2 separate regions of the Mus musculus genome follow, and region 2 is linked to region 1. Evidence: chromatin contacts called from public Hi-C data. All regions are on one chromosome and are shown on one strand. The core of a region is the stretch at or near the end of the contact, and the rest is flanking DNA. Distances in the headings are between cores, read along the strand shown. Region 1 holds the start of Kcnj6 (potassium inwardly-rectifying channel, subfamily J, member 6). Region 2 has its middle 82 kb from the start of Gm31641.

The links. Hi-C and Micro-C count contacts between places; a contact is called where the count stands out from the background.
Region 2: a contact with region 1 is called in a Hi-C map of the N1E-115 cell line, with 23 times the contacts expected there. The contact joins the enhancer-like site here to the promoter of Kcnj6 in region 1. A contact is called at or near these places in 11 of 39 promoter capture datasets (cranial neural crest, embryonic stem cells, epiblast stem cells and 6 more), 31 of 484 Hi-C or Micro-C datasets (the AtT-20 cell line, LSK cells, the N1E-115 cell line and 17 more), 17 of 115 datasets of contacts at active chromatin or transcription factors (astrocytes, bone marrow-derived dendritic cells, differentiating embryonic stem cells and 10 more) and 1 of 9 other capture datasets (pancreatic islet).

What each region holds. Positions count from the first base shown.
Region 1 is chr16:94,995,832-94,999,453 of GRCm38.p6, forward strand. Kcnj6 (potassium inwardly-rectifying channel, subfamily J, member 6) reads right to left here and starts at 1,865. Exons shown (of 4, transcript NM_010606.2): 1 at 1,356-1,865. Gm31407 (a long non-coding RNA gene) reads left to right here and starts at 2,397. Exons shown (of 2, transcript XR_385080.4): 1 at 2,397-2,893.
Region 2 is chr16:95,339,567-95,343,188 of GRCm38.p6, forward strand. No RefSeq gene overlaps it. Among named protein-coding and RNA genes, the nearest start is that of Gm31641, 82 kb to the left of the region's middle. Within about 2 kb of position 2,040, at least 55 of the 459 cell types and tissues checked have an H3K27ac peak or open chromatin away from gene starts, as enhancers often do. A contact at or near this core is called in the AtT-20 cell line, the N1E-115 cell line, cardiomyocytes and 8 more, where this site is marked.

The DNA.
Region 1 (3,622 bases), core at 615-3,114:
AGCTGGACCCAGCTGATACCCTAGGATACCCTTAGGGCACACGGTGGGCATTTTTTTGCCTGGAGCCAAGAAAGTTTTGTCCAACGGTTTTTCCTGTCGCTGGAGCTGCTATGTCTCCTCCCACCTGGGTCGCCATGGAGACTCAGCGCCTTCCTTCTCCAGGCAAAATGGGCGAAGCTTAGTTAGCTCAGCCCTGATTGTAGCAAGCCCACTTTCTCGGACATTGTCCTTCTCCATTTTTATTTATTTATTTATTTTTTACCAAAAGAAAGCTAGCCAGGGCATTAGTGCTTGAACGGAAGTGCATAGCACACGGTACCTGAGAGCTCCCCAGGACCCGGAGACTTTGGAGAAAGCAGTTGGGAGCACACTGAAGCTATAATGAATTGCAAACTCCCAGACACTGGAGGGTTCCCCCCTCTCAGTCCTCTCCTTTTGGGGGAAGTAGAGGTGAAGAAGGGGTTGTTTGGAAAATTCTGTTATTTCCTTTTCAATAAGCTCAGGTTGTTTCTGTGACCTTTTCTATGTAGATCTGTTCCCCCTCTAATATTCTCTCCATATTGAACCCTGTATATATACCTGTGGATCCACCCAGGGCTTATTAGGCGTGGGGAATAAGAATACCATTTCAGTTAAAAAACTAACCCAAGCTTAACGTCTTGATACAAATGAACACATATCCAGAGAGAAGCTAAGTTAGCAGATTCATCTAGCCCCTAAATGCCATAAACACTTCGTGTGACCCTGGTGTTCCCTGCTTTCAGTTAGTTTACTTAGTCCTTGTCTTTCATCAGCACGGCACATCTCGGGTTTACTGATGAAGACTATGAGAAGTCCTCCCCTGTCTCAGGTTCATTTCGCCCTTCTGCTCACTTTTCCTCCTTCGCATCCTCTCCTCTTTATGCCCAAACAGAACAAGGCTACCGCTTTCCACCAAGACAATGGGCTTTTCCTAACTCTCCCTGCCTACCCCACCAGCCGCCCCTGCCTGCGGGATCATCTGTATGTTTGATCTTCACTAGAGGTGCTGGAGCAAGGTCCACAGTAACTGACCCATTCTCTAGCGCCCAGGGCAGGCAGACCCCTCCTCCCGCCACCCACCCAGGCGAGTTTTTAAGCAGCTAATGAAAACCCTATGAGACACATTTCCTTTTGGTTATGTAACCAAAGGCAGCTTTTCCTGCCTCTGGTGGACTTCAGCATCATGTCTCCGCTGAGTAGGGAATGCAAGCAGCCACAGTGGGGCTGGGGACCTGGCAGCCAGGACCCGAAGGCTCGAGGATCCTAGGACACGGAACATCTGTCTGGGATCCATGCCAGCTCCTCGCTTTCAGCAACTCAAACGCACTGCTTACCTTGTAGTGGACAGGGTAGGTTCACTCCATCCTGATCGCCTCTCTCGGAACGGAGCAAGATTCAATAATTCACTCCACGGTGAATGGCGAGGGAAGAAAATACAAGAAAAGGAGGAAACAGACCAACTGGAAGCAGATGGTCCAATTTCACATCAGCCCCGGCAGGCTTTCAGGAGACTCCATTCTGCTGCTAGCGGTTGGGTCCAGCTCCTGCTCCAGCTCCGACTCGCCGGTTCCCGCGGATCCCCACCCTCGGCCCGCCCAACCTCTCCAGCCAGGTGCTGCCGTCTGGTGACTGGCTCCCTCTGGCTGGAGGGCTGGGCGCTGGGGCCACCGCGGGGCAGAGGAGTGCGCGTGTGGGCAGGGACTGAGGAGGAAGCCCGGTTGCGAGGAAACTGGGGGACAGCCTTGAGTGGCAGAGGGAATAAATCCTCGTTTAGGAGCAAAGTGATAGACCTTGCAGGGAGACGTCATGAAAGCCGCAGATTCAACGAATGCTACTCGGTTCCAGCCCCACGGGCTGAGCCGCGCTGTCAGCGCACGAAGCGACGCGTCTCTGGATAAAAGCGGGCGCAGCGCCGCGCGCTGGAGAACCGAGGCGACACAGTGATCAGCTTCGCGGCGAGGCGGAAGAGATGGAGCCGGACCCTAGCTGCCCACCCTTCGCCCAGCCTCTTGTTCTTTTTAACCTGCAGTGGACTCAGGCGCTAAAACAGGGGAGCGCCACCGAGAAATAGGGGTTTCTAGTGCTGGGCGTGAGGAGTCTTTGGGTCTTAGATGCACAGGAACCTTCCATTCCCTCATGTCACTTAAGTCCTAAACTTGAGGATCAGTTTATGCCTACTTGTTATAGCTTCTCTTTTAGCTTTGACGAAAATTGAAAAGTGGGGTTTCTTCACTGCCATCCATTGGGCTGAAATAGATCACACGTGGCCAGCACAGCCCAGAGAGGCCTTAGCCAGCAAGAGGGGCCTGAGGGTGGGGGTGAGGGGGGGGGCCTGCAGCCCAAGACTTTGCTCACACAGATCTAAGAGCAAGTCTGTGCTGTGCTTTCTCTATCCTATCCACCACTCCAGGGACGTAGTGCCAGCTGCTGCCCCCACCCCTACTTTGGTTAAGCTTTCTGAGCTTTCTGAGTATAATCTCAACTGCCTGTAAACACACACACCCCTCGGACAGCCACCTAGTTTGGATTTAACCTGCTTTTGCATGGTTCTTTCAGGGGGCATCCCACAGTACAACCTGACTTTCTTTTACGGTCATTTTGCAAGCAGTAGCTCATTTCCAAAGCCTTCTCGCATCTAGCTTCCACCCAAGTACAGACCTGTTTATGCATTTTTAACCCAAGGAGAAATAGTTTCGCAAGGGTCTGTAAAAGTAATTGACACCACTGGCTGATAATTCTATAATGGCCCTATTAACCACGGGGTATTCTGTTTACTTCACAGCTCAAGAAGGTGACCCTTTCTGATGAAGGGATTCATCGAGATCTGCTCTTAGCAGTGAATGATATTTTATTCTAAACTCGCGCTCTAAAAGTAGGTGTGCATGCATGTTCATGCATGCGTGTGTTGTGTGTGTGTGTGTGTGTGTGTGTGTGTGTGTGTGTGTACCCACAGAGTATAGAAGAAAGCATCATATTACCCAAAGCATGAGTTACAGGGAATTATAAGCTGGGTAGTGTGGGTGCTGGAGTAGAATCTGGGTCCTCTGTAAGAGCAATGCAGGCCCTTAAGCTCTAAGTCATCTCAGCCCCTATTTGTATCTTTTAATGTCTCTCAGGAAGACTGTCTGCTTTCTGAGCCAACTTTGCTACAGAAAGGTGTTTACCTCAGTTTGCATCAACAGCTGGGCCCTCCTTACCCACACAGGCTACGAGTTTGTATTTGTTGATGATTTTCCCCGAGGGACTGTGATCTCAGTTGCTCGTGCCTCAGCTTTTGTGTGGCATTCAGAGGCATTACTATGCACAACATGTGATCTTATGCTACATAAGTCTGCTGGGCTTAGCAATTGTGTCAGAAATGAAGACAAAGCAAGGCCCTGGCAGAACAATGCCCTAGGGGCCTAGGGGTGTTAGCCCTGGAACATTAGATCAGTTCTCAGCACTACTGTGTAAAGAGTGCTTTATTTAATCTGCAAAGTGGGCATGGCTAGTATATATTTCCATCAGAATTTCCAAAGTGTCTTTCTCACAGGGCACTTGAAATTAGACAGTGGAGATATGTTCTATCTCCATTAACCCCCCAGAACCCCCAGCATGAAAC
Region 2 (3,622 bases), core at 790-3,289, 340 kb after region 1:
GTTTCCTCACCTCGCCACGTTCTTTTACAGATGCCTCTGCAAAGAACCTGTTCTCCATGTTGGAATACAGTTGAGAGAACACTCACCTGAGCTGGGACCAGGCTATTTAGACTTGCAACTTCCCAGTGAATTTCTTTTCTTTGTAAGGTTATCAGCTTAAGGTATTTTATGACAGTAATGGGTAGTTAACTGACATACCCAATATCCAGTGAGAAGATTCCTAAGAGAGTGACAGCTGTTCGCCCTGTCCTCCTACATTTCTGGCCCTCCCATCCCCACTCTGATTTGACGAGAGCCTGTTGATCTCAAAGCATTCCCAACAGCCATGCTCAAAGCTGCTGGTTTCAGAGAAGTTGGTTGAAAGTAGCTGTCATGGAGCCTCTGGTTACCCTCTAGAGCCAGGCTTCATTAACAACAGTCAGAAGCCCCTTAGCCCCTCCACACTACACTGCATCCTCTGATAGCGCCACATGCCTTGTCGCCTGGACTGCTGGCTCAGAAGCATTCAGGAGCTTTTGCCAGACAAGAAAGACCTCAGGCTCACCCTGGGCCCACACCCGAGTCTGTCTTTTATAAGATCTTAAAGCTACTTCCTTCAGGGCACATTAAACTCTAAGAATCTTTGGTCTCCTCGGTGTCAGCTGTGGTAACTGTACCTTCCCTACCAGTCAGTACCTTGGAGAAAAAAAGACAGACAGACAGAGGGAAGAGAGAAACAAAGGAAGGAAGAAAGGAGGGGAGAAGAAGAAAGGAGAGAAATGGGAGAAAGAAGAGAAAGGAGAACACAGGAGTTTAGGAAGAAGGAAGAGGTAAAGAAATAAAAGGATGCAGAGAAGACAGAAGGAGGCAGTGAGGGAAAGAGATTAAGATGGAAGGAATGGACAAAGGGATAGAGAGAAGAGAGAGTGGGAGACTGGGGAAGTAGGATGTGACAGGGAGAGAAAAGAGGAGAGAGATACAGAAAGGCAGAGACAGCGAGACACACAGAGATGAGAGAGATGCAGAGACAGACAGAGAGCCAGAGACAGAGAGAGAAAGAGAGAAAGGAGAGAGAAGAGATGAGAGAGACAGAGAGACACAGAGAGCGACAGAGACAGCAAGATACAGCGAGAAAGGGAAAAGAGAGAGAAAGACACACAGAGAGACAGAGACAGACAGAGAGACACACAGAGAAAGCGAGAGACAGAAAGAGAGAGAAGAGAGGAGAGATACAAAGAGAAACAGAGAGAAAGAGAGAAAGAGAGAGAGGAGAGAGAGAGAGAGGGAGGAGAGAGAGACACAGAGACAGAGAGACAGATTTCACGTTCAGCCTGATCTTTAACATCTAAAGCTTTAGCCAGTGGATGACACTGCAGGGTGGGACTAAGGACCTTGGAATGAGAGGCCTCCTTTTTCACTGCCTTCCTCTTCCTAAAACTCAAGCTTATTCACAGTTCCTGTAAAGGATATTAAGCCTCGGAGATTACAGGCACTTCGTCACTGGGGGATCGGGAAGGGGAAGGGATCGCACTAAACCTAGAGTTAGCCTGAGTGCAACTAATTGAAACCCTCAATTAATAGGATCAGCTTCCGCCTTCAGGACAAAAGCAAACACTACGAAGACAAATTAGCACTGGGATTTTTCCGTCATCCCCCTCTGGTGACATTCTGAACGCACTGACTACTGGGTACACAAGGAGCTTTGTGGGTTGTTGACAGCAGGCTGGGAAGACCAGGCTTGCCAGCCTCGCTCTGGATGGGCCTGCCACCTTAGCAGGCTGCGTCCTGTCTGAGCTTCATTTCTGGCCTGTGCAGTAGGGACTAAAATAACAACCATCTATTCAGAGAGCCTTGGCTGAGAGAAGTTGGGCTTGCTCCCAGGTCTGGGTTCCCTTCAACCTCCCTGTCTCCAGATCCTCCTGTCAAAGCACAGCTTGGGTGCACTGTACGCGCGCGCGCGCGCACACACACACACACACACACACACACACACACACACACGGTCTGAGTCCGCCAGCAGAGGGCGTGTTTTCCCCACAGCCTGGGGTTGAGGCGAAGGCTTTTTCTGTTTAAAACCAAAGCTACCCACAAAGGATGGGATAAGGGTAAAGAGTGCTACCGGAGGTGCTGAGCTGGTTTAGGAAACACTGGCACCACCTTCTGGAACATCGCGGTATTGACGTCCCCGTGGAAGAAAGCTGGTTTCCGGCAGGCATAGTGTGTCTTGCGCCAATCTTGGAACCTCAAGGCTCTAACAGTTTTCTTTTCTTTTCCTCTGTCATTTTCCAATCTCCTCTCACTCTTAGTTTTTCCAGCCAGGCTGACCTGGAATTTGCTGTGTAGCAGAGGGTGACCTTGAACTCCTGATACCCCTGCTTCCATTGCCCAAATGCTGGGATCAACAGGCACGAGCTACCTTACCTGCAGTTTTTCCTCTTATATTCCTGTACCTCCTGGGATATAGCCAGAGTCTTACGCATACTGAGCTAGTGCTTTAATTCTGTATGTATTCTATCTCAGCCTCTGGTAATCACTCTTTACCGGGGTTTTGCGTGTCTTCCTTCTGTTTCCCAATGCAAGCCTTTCCCTGACTGTCTGATTAAGCGCAGCCTCTATAGTGAGGACTCTGTGAGTGTTTTATGCTCCCCCTTCCAGTAGAGGGCCCTTTCATCTCACAGACTGTTCAAAGCTCTGTGGCAAGGCAGTTAGGTGCTGGCCCCGGAACTGAGAACTCCACCTCCAGTCAATGTTCTGTTTCGACGTGGTGACTTAGGCAGGTGAGAGTCCCTGTCGCCTCAGTTTCCTTGTCCATAACAAGGCTGACTGCAGAAGCCACCCGGAATAGTCAGACACCCAGAAACCAGGACCCTATTTTCAGACTCAGCTGGGGGCACCTGGGAGCAAGGGTGGAGCCTACAGCAGAACTAGAGATAGGACCAGCCTCTTCTCTGCCTGGCCAGACTCAGTTTCCTTGGCCACCTCGTTTAACAATTGGCTACTAAGTGAGCAGAGGCCATTATGTACTGTGTTAAAATAAGACCATTCCGGGCAGTCTGACTAAAATCATTCCCCATGCCTGTTTGCTCCATTAGATCACATGCATACATTTCCCCAGTTAAATTAATCGGAATGATGGACTCCATCTTTAAAGGCAATGGAATAATAAATTGCCGTTATCCAAACAGGGAAATAGGCTCTGTGGGAGAGCGTCACACCGCAGCTTCACGGTGCTCTACTACGCGAAGGTCTCCTTTCTACCCGCACTCTCTCACTCAGAGAAATCAGCCCTTTAAAATTGCAGGCGTCTGATGGAGCAATAGAGAATGAACCTACACAGACTGAAGGATGCTGGGAGTCCAGACCCACGCTTTGTGAAGAACCACAAGTCTGTGACCACAGAGATGTCTTGCCATCATGCTCTTCCTGAGGGCATCAAAGAATTGGTCTCTGCTATTACTGGAAACCCTGAGGGCAGCACCACTGGGCCACTTGGGCTGGCTCTCTTCCCCTCAGAGACTGCCCCTCTGCCCTGTTATTCAGTGGAGTAGCAAGTCCCATAGGGAAAGCCCAGTGATATAGTGGAGATGTGGGTCCATGTTCCGCCTCGCCGCTGGGGTGTGTGAACGCCGCTCCGGAAGACAAA